Regions from separate parts of the Mus musculus genome. Here region 1 is linked to region 2. Evidence: chromatin contacts called from public promoter capture Hi-C data. All regions are on one chromosome and are shown on one strand. The core of a region is the stretch at or near the end of the contact, and the rest is flanking DNA. Distances in the headings are between cores, read along the strand shown.

The links. Promoter capture Hi-C pulls out the DNA fragments that hold promoters and counts their contacts.
Region 1: a promoter capture Hi-C map of pre-B cells shows a contact between it and region 2. The contact joins the promoter of Cisd2 here to the promoter of Adh5 in region 2. A contact is called at or near these places in 2 of 39 promoter capture datasets (hippocampal neurons and pre-B cells) and 1 of 115 datasets of contacts at active chromatin or transcription factors (astrocytes).

The regions. Positions count from the first base shown.
Region 1 is chr3:135,421,507-135,427,558 of GRCm38.p6, reverse strand. Cisd2 (CDGSH iron sulfur domain 2) reads left to right here and starts at 4,126. Exons shown (of 3, transcript NM_025902.3): 1 at 4,126-4,300. The coding sequence starts at 4,198.
Region 2 is chr3:138,439,489-138,445,075 of GRCm38.p6, reverse strand. Adh5 (alcohol dehydrogenase 5 (class III), chi polypeptide) reads right to left here and starts at 1,983. Exons shown (of 9, transcript NM_007410.3): 1 at 1,883-1,983. The coding sequence starts at 1,894.

The DNA.
Region 1 (6,052 bases), core at 2,877-5,376, 3.0 Mb after region 2:
TATAGTGACTTACAGACAGACGAGTAATAATTAAGAGACAGTAATATAGTTGTGTACGTGGTGGCCATATAATTATCTTTATGATATCATTGGTGCAGAGCAATTGTGTATATTTATGTATGCCATGCTTCCATTAAATGTTTATTTAAAATAAATTCATCTAAGGGCTGGAGAAATGGTAGATACAGATATTTCTTGATATCTACATGGGGATCCTTTAAGAATTTTATACTTACCAAAATCTTGAGTGCACAATAGACATACCAAGTATTGACATTTGGATTATAATAATCAGGCTGCCATATTATCTATGTAAAAACCAAAAGAAAAGCTGATATATGCATATAATTCTAGCACTTGGGAGGCAAAGGTAGGAGGAGTGTGATTTTGAAGTTAGCTTGGGCTACATAAGACTCTGTCTTGGTTTCTTTTCTTTTTGCTTGTTTGTTTTGTTTTCTAAGATCTATTTTATATATGTAAGTACACTGTCACTGTCTTCATACACACCATAAGAGGGTATTAGATCCCATTGTAGATGGTTGTGAGCCACCATGTCATTGCTGGGATTTGAACTCAGGACCTCTGGAAGAGCAGTCAGTGCTCTTAACCACTGAGCCATCTCTCCTGCCCGTTCTTGGGTATTTTTTTAAAGGTGACATTTTAGTTCCAGTAAACCCAGAATTTGTTGAATACTGTGTCATAACATAGTCAGATAAGCATGCCAGTTCTCTTTAGAACATATTATTTTCAAGTGTGTGTTTTATGAATACCCATTGGTTTAGCTTCCACATTTATTTCCTGCTAACCCTGGTTTTAAAGAATAAGACTAAGTTTAATAAATCACTGCTAAAATTACAAAAAAAAGAATACCCAATGTTTTAGAGTTCTAGAATAACAGACTTATAGAATGTATCTGTCTATTCATCTGTCCATCAGTCCATCTATCCATCTATATGACTACCATCCATCTTTCTCCTCTCTGTCTCTAGCTAGGGTATTATTTTAGAATGGCTGACAGGCTATGGTCCAGCTAGTCCAACATGGCTGGCTACCAATGGATAATCCTCGAATCCGGTAGCTATTCAGTCTATGAAACTGGATGTATCAGCTGGGCTTCAATATATACCCGAATACCAAAGAAGTGGGCTCTAATGCTAGTGAAGGAATGGACTTGCCAGAGAGAAGGAGAACTAGACAGAAAAGCTTCCTTCTTCCATGTCCTTTATATAGGCTACCAGCAGAAGGTGTGGCCCAGATTAAATATAGACCTTCCTACTTCAAAAGATCGGGATTAAAGTTGGGTCTTCCCACTTCAAGTTATTTAAGAAAAAATTCCTTACAGGAGTACCCAGCTGCTTGAGTTTCAGTTAATATCAGATATAGTCCAGCTAGCCAATAAAGTAGACTGTTACAAATGAAAAATACTGGAAATGTACCAGATGTAATGGTATTTGCAAGATTATATTCGACTATCTGCATCTATTTAAAAGAAATAAAAATAAGAGGGTGAACAGACAGTCAGTGAGTAAATGCACCAGCTGCTCTACCGAAGGCCTGGGTTTGAGTCCCAGCATTTACATAGGGGCTTACAACAGTCGGTGACTCCAGTCCCTAGGTATCTGATGCCTTTTCTGGTCTTCATAACTACCAGGCATGCATGTGGTACACAGACATACATGCAGGCAAAACACAGACACACTAAAAGAAGAAATTTAAAGAGAAAAGAAGTGAAACAGGATATAAATTCTGATGGGACTATAAGACTATCCTTTAACATAGCTCGTGCCATTCAACAGAAACAGCTAATATATGATCCATACTTTTCTAAATTTCAAGGAAAAAAAGTTTTAGGCATATAAGCTTCCATCAAAAATATCAATCCAGTATCTACAAATACTGCTGAGAGGAAGCTAATCTCTCTCTCTCTCTCTCTCACACACACACACACACACACACACACCTGTAATTCTTTTTATATGGAATTCAAAAACATTCAAAGGAAAACAACAATTGCAGTGGTGGTATTGCCAACTGTGGCTCTAAAGAATACTGAGTCTCTCTGGGTATTAGACATACCCTATGTGGTGACAAGGGTGTCTGAGTGTGCTGAATTGTTGAGTCTCTCTGGGTATTAGACATACCCTATATGGTGACACTGGTGTCTGAGTACACTGAATTGTAATCTGGCACTTGAATATTTGTGTTTCTAAGACAGGTTTCTACCTTTTATCCCAAATGAAAAACTGTAGAGGTCTTAAGAATGTCATTCAACATAGCCTATTTTGTCCTTGTCATGATGAATTAAAAGAAATATCCAATGTCCTTTCGCAGACATTCTTCAGTGTACCCTATGTTCAACTTACCTCCTACTTCAACCATTTCCACAAGGACGGTATACCTGATTAGCAGAGGTAATACAGTTCAGAGGGCAAGAATGCTTAAATTTCACTCCTTTTAAGACAAACAACTTTGGGACCTTTTTTCCTTCAGACAAAAACAAACAAAACAAAACAAATAAACAAAAAACCTAACCTCCCAAAAGGAATGGAAATATGGAAATCCTAATGGAAACAGTAATCTTTTAAATCACCACTTTTTGGTGTATCATTTGCTATGCCATAGCTCATAGACATGTTCTATATCCAAAAACCTTCAATTATCCAATTGTACTTGGTCAATCTGATCAGGTTAAAAATGATAGTAATTTTAAAAAAACTTTTCATCACCTGCTACTTTTCTTTTTAGTGTTTTAGTGAAAAAAATGATCAGAGTTAAATTTAAACAGTTCAAAGAACAGTTTACTTTTCTTTTTTTTTTTTTAGATTTTTTTTTTAAATTAGGTATTTTCCTCGTTTACATTTTCAATGCTATCCCAAAGGTCCCCCATACCCACCCCCCCCCAACAGTTTACTTTTCAAACTTAAAATACCAACAAAAAAATAAAGCTGATTACAGCTCGATGTTACGTGGGCATACCAAATGCTGAATGTTACAGAACACTGATGTCAAGTTTCCAGGATACTTTTACCAGGTACTTGCTCTGGCCTTCCCTTAGCTCTAGTACTTGTGGTCTGTTTAAAGAATTTAAACGAGACACAGGATAGTGAAGACAAGAGTTTATTAAATGATAAAGTAGGGTACTCACAAAGGGGAGAAGAGACCAAAGGGAACACTATAGAGGTGAACAATTTCATGAGGTGACAGTGGATAACAGCTAAACTATGGTGTTGTGACATGTTTTTTAAGTAGGCTTTGTACTATTTAAGTCTCTTGAATAGACAATTTTCCGATTTCCTTGATAGGCCCATTTGGATGAACTCATAAAGGAGGGAGAACAGTGGTTACACCTTTATTCTTCCCAGAAAGCTCTCCTTTTCAGCACCAGATAGCAAACTTAAGATCTTTGGCTCAGTTTAGAATGTCATGTTTTCACCAAGGCCAGAGATTTTTTTTTTTTTTTGACCAGTAATCAGAGTTGCAGTTTCAGTTCCGAGGATTGTAAGCTGCAGACTGAACTTGGGGTCGGTCCATCCTCAGTGACCTTCAAGCCTGCTCATCTGACTAGCTTGCTATTCAACAGTAGGCTCCTGGGTCAAAAGCCCTTAACTCCACAGCGAATGCATTACCCTGGCTATTCTAACCTCAGCCAAGATAGGTAAGTAAAACCACTCCAATACCTTTACATTTTACAAGACGTAAGCCCCGTGTCACAGAAACTCCACAAGACAAGCGTGGTTATCCCAGCATTTGGAAGATGAAGATACTCATAGTTATCAGCCTCCTGAATGTCAGTTCAGGCTGGGTTACATGACTGTCTAAAAAAGGGGGTGGGGGGCAAACACATTTCCCCCCTTTAAAAAGAAAAGCCTTTGACTGCTTGGGCAGAACTGACTAAAGTTGCGGAGGAAAAAACAATCAGTGGGTAACTTTGGGTTTCTTTCAAAACCCGGCCACCCGCTTCCGCAGACGTCAAGGGTCGAAAGCGGACGCCCACCCCCGCAGCCGAGCCGAGGACAGGCCGGGCTCCGTACGCTGGGCGCTGCGTTGCGCTCGGCTCCGCTCCGCAGCGCGCACGTCACTCGCCGCGCGCCAATCGCGGCCCGGCGGGCCACCTCCCGCCCGAGCCCGCGAGCCCGCCGGCCGCTTCCGCTCTCACGCAAGCGCAGCAGCCGGGCAGCGGACGCCGCCGGCGGCAGGATGGTCCTGGACAGCGTGGCCCGCATCGTGAAGGTGCAGCTGCCCGCCTACCTCAAGCAGCTCCCGGTCCCCGACAGCATCACCGGGTTCGCCCGCCTCACAGGTAACCCTCCCGCCGCCGTCCCATCCTCGCGCGCCGCCCCCGTGGGGGCAGCGGTGGAGAGCGCGGCGCGGCGCGGGGCGGGCCGGGGCGGGGCGTCAGGCCTTGGCACGTGACCCGCGGCCGGCGTGCGCCTGCGCGGCGCGAGGCGGCCCCGGGAAGGGTTCCTTTCCCGGGCGACCGACCCAACGGGTTAATGCCGGGGAGTAGGTGCTGAGGTAGGAGCGACGCGGCTCGTTCCTGAACTCACTGTCGCATGCATCTTGTAAAGCACTTTCCAAGTCCTCGCTGTGTGAGGCGCCCAGCGCGTGGGGAAGAAGTACTGCCTCCACGCCATGCCCGTGTATGATGCCTGTATTAACGAAATCACCAGTGACCTCCCTTCCCGACAGCACTTGGAGGCTTGAAGTCACCTATCATGGAGGCATTTGAGGTCACCTCCATAACTACAGTTCCTGGAGCAAGTTGAGGTGCAGAAAAAGTAGCCGGATGTATTCCTAGGCTCTATGATTTTGGAGCATTGAATCTATTGTGAATTAAGGTTCTGCCTGTATGAAAAGGTTCCCGCAGCTCAGTAATAAATATCTTGACTATATGCAGAATGCAGTCAGTACTTGATAGATTGTGTTGGGTTTGGAGCATGATGGTGTAGGTTAAATTTTTCTAAACCGTGTCCGCAGACTGTATGAGATGGTGACAAAATCAGCAGTGCCTGAGGTCCCTAATATCAGCGAATGCAAACATGAATTTAGATAACTCGGAGGTGAGTAGTCTAGAGACATTTGACTTGAAATACAATAATTGGGAGACTTGGAAGAAAAAGTAATTCCGTGTACCAGAAGATGGAGTTCATACCAAATTGTTGAGGAGTATTTGGAGATGGGTGTCAGCCCCATTCCAAGGAAATTATTTTGTTTGCAGTTTGGCTTTTCCTGAGTGAGTTCCTCAAACAGATGTGCATTTGATACTCGCCCCTCCCAGGGATAAAAAGTAAAAACAAAAGAGACTCATGTGTTTATATGGATACACCTATACCATACAGACTTTAACAGAGAGATTTTTTTTTTAATTGTCACTGACAACTGCTCTGTTAACAAGTAGGTTTTAAGCTTTTAACGTGTTTAAACATTAGATCCAGTAGAGTGTATGAAAGAGATTAGAAAGCACTGTAGCTGACGAATCCACACCAAGGAAACATGCAGACACTTGAAGTAACATAAAAGTAACAAGAACAAAAAATTCCAAATCTTCTGTTCTCTATAAATATCAAAATTTCTTGGTCCTGTGCCCTTATTTTTAAAAACTGTAGCAAGTACATGACTTGACTTCCCTCCCCTGCCATTTCTTTACCTCGGCACTGTTTCGTGTAACCCTCCTGCAGGTATTCTGACAGTACTGATCTTGTCCTCTGCCTTCCTGCCCCTTTATAGCTTGAAATTTAGAGTTCTATATTTCAAATAAGTGCGTTGTAGTAGTTTAATGTTAGTATACATAAACCAATTGTTTTTTCTCTTCTGAATGGTATAGTCTTGAATGTAATTCACTAAAACTGGGAATTCAAAGCCAAAGAGGCATAGTCATTTTGTGGCATTGTTCTGCTTTGCCAATTTGTCTTAATAATACACATTAATTAGGAGTTTAATCCGTTTTTTTCTCACCCTACTGAAGGGCATCTTGCATGTGTTGGTTATGACTGTGGCTGCATTTATGTTAGTTTCAGGTTTTTGTGGATGAAATGTTGTTGAAGCAGGTTAT
Region 2 (5,587 bases), core at 734-3,233:
GGAGAGCTCTGGGTTCAAGTGAAAGACCCTGATTCAATGTATGGTGGAGCAATTGAAGACCTGATGTCAGCCTGAGACCTTGACATACCCACCTGTGAACACGCATAAACATAAACACACACACACACACACACACACACACACACACACACGCTACAAACTCAGACACACGCAAAGCTAAATAAATAAAACTAAATTGAACAGCATATTCACAGAAAAGCTTATAACCTCTAAGTGAGATGGAGAATTGTTTTTAGGTCTCACATAAATCACACAGTGAATAACATAAAATTAAAGGGCCAGATACAGTGAGGCAAACCTTTAGTCCCAGCGCTCAGAGGCAGAGGCAAGTGGCTCTCAGTGAGCTCGAGGCCAGCTAGATCTACACTTCAAGTTCCAGGACCGACAGGGCTACATGGAGAGATTCCATCTCAAACCTTCCACCCTAAACCACCATCAACCAGGACAACAAATATGTGCATATATATTATTTATATTTAAATTGTGTATACATATATATAAAATCAAAGGGCTGAAGAGATGGCTCAGTGGTTAAGAGCACCCACCTACTGCTCTTGCAGAAAACTCCAGGTTCAGTCCTATGCATCTACACTCTCACAGCTACCTGTAATTCTAGTTCCAGAGGATCTGTGCCACCCCCTGGCTTCCACAGGCTCCTGCATGCATATACACACACACAGGCACACACACACACATCTTAAAGGAGGGTGGGAGGTGGGGAAGAGATGGAGGAGGAGGAGGAAAAGGAAGAAGAAGAGGAGGAAAGAAAGAAAAGGAAAGAAGACTATGGAATACATGTCCCAAGCTGGGGTGTAGCTCAATGGTAGAGCATGTGCCTTGAATGCACAAGGCCTTGGATTTGAGTCCTAGCACAACAATGGACAAGCCAAGCAAAATCCCACCCAGAGTCTTTCACTAGGTTTGGCAAGTAATTCAAGGTTAGTATTCAAGCTTAGTATTATGCGACCTAATTATCTTTTCCTTGGGATGGCTTATATAGCATCACTTTAGTGCAATACTTCCCAGTGGAAAGGATCCTAAGAAATATCCAAATGGGGGTAAAAATACTATAACCATCTCTTATAACTGTGCTAACTAATGCATTAGCCATTTGCCACAGGTGGCTATTGAACACTATAGATAAAGGACAAGTGTGAACTGAAATCAGGTATGATGTAAAAATTTGAAAGCTTAGAAGAGTGAAGAATATCTCAATTTAAAAATACTTATAACGTGGAAATAATATTGCGAGTATCAGGTTGGGTAAACATACCATTAGAATTAATTTTATGTGGCTCTGTAAAGTTTACAATTCCATATGAAATTTATATCGCGCATCTAAAGCAATGAGCTACTAGAGCGATTACACTCAGTACAGACCTTCTTAACCACGGAACCAAACCTAGTGAGAAATGCTGGGTTTTGATCAGTTCACTTGACGCTTATGAAATGTGTTGACAGAATAAAGGTTGCAAGCCACTCACTGGGTTTACTGGAGATGGACTTGAAAGTCAAATAACGTGATTTGAAAAAAACAGGTACACCGTGCTGCACGTAGAAAGCCAAGGTCGAAGGAAGGGCCTAACTTTGCTTGGGAGTTTTGAGCACGGCCCGCGCTCCAAATCTGATCCTGCAACCCGGGCGCGACCCGGGCAAGTTCTTCCGTCCCGCGTGACGGGCGCGGGCCTCAGCCCACCGGGCTCCGGCGGAGCAGAGCAGAAAGCAGAGCTGCTCTCCAAGCGCGGCGCCGAAACAAAGCCTCCATGCCCTCGCTGCGGCTGCGCTCGCCTTCCCCGGCGGGCGGCAGCGGGCCACCCGGGCGTTCCCCTCCTCTGCTCCGGCCCACCGCGCGCCTCCATACCTGGTTCGCCATGGCCGCTAGTTCGGGATCGAGCGCTAAGGTTCACGAGTGTAGCGGAACCCGGGTGAGGGCTGGACCGTGCGTGAGGGGAGGGGCTGTGCGCGGGAGGCGGGCCTTCGATGTAGGCGGGGCGTACGTGAGGGCGGGAGGAGGTGGCTGTGCGTAGGGCGGGACTCGGCTGGGAGGCGGGCCTAATACCGGAAGGGCGGGGCCCGCGTTTCGGAGCCTGAGTTTCGGCTACTGCGCTCCGTTGCTGGGGAGGCAGTAGTTTTGGGGCCGTGAAGCGCTTTATTCCAGGCTGGCTCAACTGAGCCCCTGCAAAGCATCTCTGTGGTATTTCCTTGTCTAATTTTCGTGCAGTCTTTGTACGTTAGACGTGAGAGAAATATAGCGTGTGGTAACACGTGTGGGAAAGCACGTGTAGAACAAGCCACGCCTTCCGTGTGTCCCTGTCCGCGGTCCCCCCGCCCCCCTCTTCCCGGGCTTGCACGCGCTAGCTAGCGAGCTACTGATTTGCGGGTTGCATGCGCTAGCGAGCTAATGCAGCCCCTTGTTTTGCGGGTCTGGGTCCAGGACGAGTCAACACTGCGGCCCTCAAGGGCTTTGAAGGAACACTAGAGGGAGAGGTGCCCATCCTAGCAACAGCCCGACCTCGGATTTCAGCAGGTTACGACCAGGTCCTGGGATTTCAGGGACCATCGGACACGGAGAGAAGTTTTCAGGAAGGGAACCGAGGGAGCAGAGTGGGCCCCTTTTAAGAGTGGACCAACTATGTGGAGACAGAGGCTGCTGTATTTGCTGATGTAATCCCAAATGCTGCTTGTGTTGAAATGTACCCACTAAAACACCGCATTTTGTCTTTTTCATGGCTCATTTCCTGATTACACACTTTAAGGGTTGACATTCTCCACGGTACTGTTCAAAGCCCTTCTCTCACTTCACACTAACTCACACCCTGGCTTTTAACGTATATAATTAATAGGATGATCACCATAGTCTGTCTCCAGTCAGGGTAGTGTTCCTAAACTCCAGGCTTGAAGTACCAAGCCAGTGTGTATTAGGGTATCTCAGTGCTTAAAACCCAACTTACTTAAAACTAATCTTGTATTCGTGCCTCCTAATCCTTTTAAATGATTCCAGTGTCTGGTGATTAAAATATTCAAATATACAAGCCATTTCCAGTCAAACCACCACATGTGGATATTATAAGTTATACTCCTGTAAGAAGTTGAACAAGTTGAGGAATTCATAATTCTTACAGAAGTGAAGTCACGCAGGGAGAGCTGCTGCCCCCCGAAACAGAAACAGGAATACAGAGAATCACAATCCATCAGACTAGAAATTCATCATTGCAAGAAGCAGTACTAGGGCCAGAAACTGAAGAGTGATTGACCTATTGCTGTAGGCACTTTGTAGTTTAGTCTGACTTTTGTAAACGACGGAGGATGCAGTCATGTGGAGTGGAGTATTCTCATACTTTGAGAAGTTTATTTTCACGATTTTTCAGGGAAGGAGGGAGAAAAATTTTCCTACTGTTTCCTTTAGAGCAGTGTTTGTCACGTGTGGGTCATGACCCTTCTGGGGGTCGAATGATCCTTTCATAGGGATCACGTATCAGGTATCCTGAACATGAGATATTTTCATTACGATTCATAACAACCAGATGATAGTTATGAAGTAGCAATGAGATAATTATGGTTGGGGTCACCACAATATGAGGAGCTGTATAAAGGGTTGTAGCATTAGGGAGGCTGGGACCACTGCTCTAGAGGTAGTATCAATGTAAACATGTGTGTTCTTAAGGAGGCTTGCCCTCAAAAATGACTTGACCAGGGCTTAACTCAGCATGAGTTTTCCCTGTGCTCATCCAGTCAGGGAGAAGGGAGATGGGCATCTTCAGTCCTCTCTAGTTCTAGAATCCTATTCCTTGTAAGGGGCTGAGAATTCAAAACCAAACCAAACCAAACCAAACCAAACCAAACCAAACCAAACCAAACCAAACAAAACAAAACAAAAACCCAACCAACTAACCAACCAAAAAAAACACCTGAGGCCGGCCGTGGTGGTGCATGCCTTTAATCCCAGCACTCAGGAGGCAGAGCCAGGTGGATTTCTGAGTTCGAGGCCAGCCTGGTCTACAGAGTGAGTTCCAGGACAGCCAGGGCTACACAGAGAAACCCTGTATGGAAAAACCAAAAAAAACAAAACAAAACAAAACAAAAAAACCCAAAAAACAAAAAACAAAAAAAACCCCCTGAGAATAACTAAAGTTTATAAGCTCACCTAAAGACTCAGATAAAATAAAAAATTAAAAACTGTAGAACATTTTCCCCTTTTACTCAGTAAATTATATCTGTCTTTTAATAAAAAAAATTGCAAGGCACAGAGCAAGGCAAACCATAGTTTGAATGAGCATGGCAAGCATCAAAACCAGACCCAGAAGGTGACAGCTGTGCTGGAATGATCAGACCGTGCGTTTTAGTTTTTCCTTTGTTGAAAACAGACTTTTCATACAATACATTCTGATTACATTTTTCCCTTCCCTTGACTTGTCCAAGATCCTTCTCACCTTCCCTCCAGTCTGAATCTACAACCTTTCTGCTTCCTGTTAGAAAACAAGCTGGTATCTGAATAACGATGATGATAATGATATAAAGCAAAAGCTAGAATAGGACAAAACAAATGAGCAAAAAGAAGAAACAGAACCAAAGAAAAAGCGTGAGAAATACATATATGCAGAAGCACAAATGTTTATACACATAGGAATCCCATAAAAAACAAACAGAAGCCATAATATATACACAAAGGATCCATAAGTTAAAAAAAAAAAAAAAAAGACTGGAAAGCCATGAGACAGAGAACCTTCCTCCAAAGGTTCTCTGAGTTAACTTCCTGTTGATTATCTACTGCTGGGCATGATGGCACCTTGGTAGTGATTTGTGTTCCCAGTGAAACTTGGTTGGACTGAACTAATCTTTCATTTGTGAGTAGTTATCAATTGGAGATAGCTTCTGGGTTAGAGGGGGAGCTTGTGGTCCTCTTGCCCTCTCAGGGCTGGGACCCTGTTGGGCTGGACCTGTCTGTGCAGGATTTGTGCTTCCTCCGTCTCTGTCAGTCCCTCTGTGCATCACTCCTGAGCTTAGAAGGCCTCCTTTCTTTCATGTTGCCCATCTCACCTAGCTCTTACAATCTTTCTTCCTCCTCTTCCACGGGCTTCCCTGAGCCCCGAGGGCGGGCTTTGATGGACACCTCATTCAGAGGTGTTCCAGGTCTTACTCTCTGCACATAGCCTAGCTGTGGGTCTGTGTTTGTTTTCATTTACTACAGGGAGAAGCTTCCGTGATGATGGCGGAGCAAGGCACTCATTTTTGAATATAGCACAGTGTTGTTAGTAGTCACTGTGTGACTATGTCTCTTCAGCCAAGAAGTCGTAGTCAGTTTTCCCCTAGGTACCTGGGCTCTCTGGTATCAGGTTCTGGGCCACCTGCAGTGTTATGGAGATCAACCAAAAGCTTAGGTTGGGGCTGGTGAAATGGCTCAGCAGTTAAGAGCACTGACTGCTCTTCCAAAGGTCCTGAGTTCAAATCCCAGCAACCACATGGTGGCTCACAACCATCCATAATGAGATCTGACGTGCTCTTCTGGTGTGTCTGAAGACAGCTACAGTGTGCTTACATATAATAATAAATAAACCTTTAAAAAAAA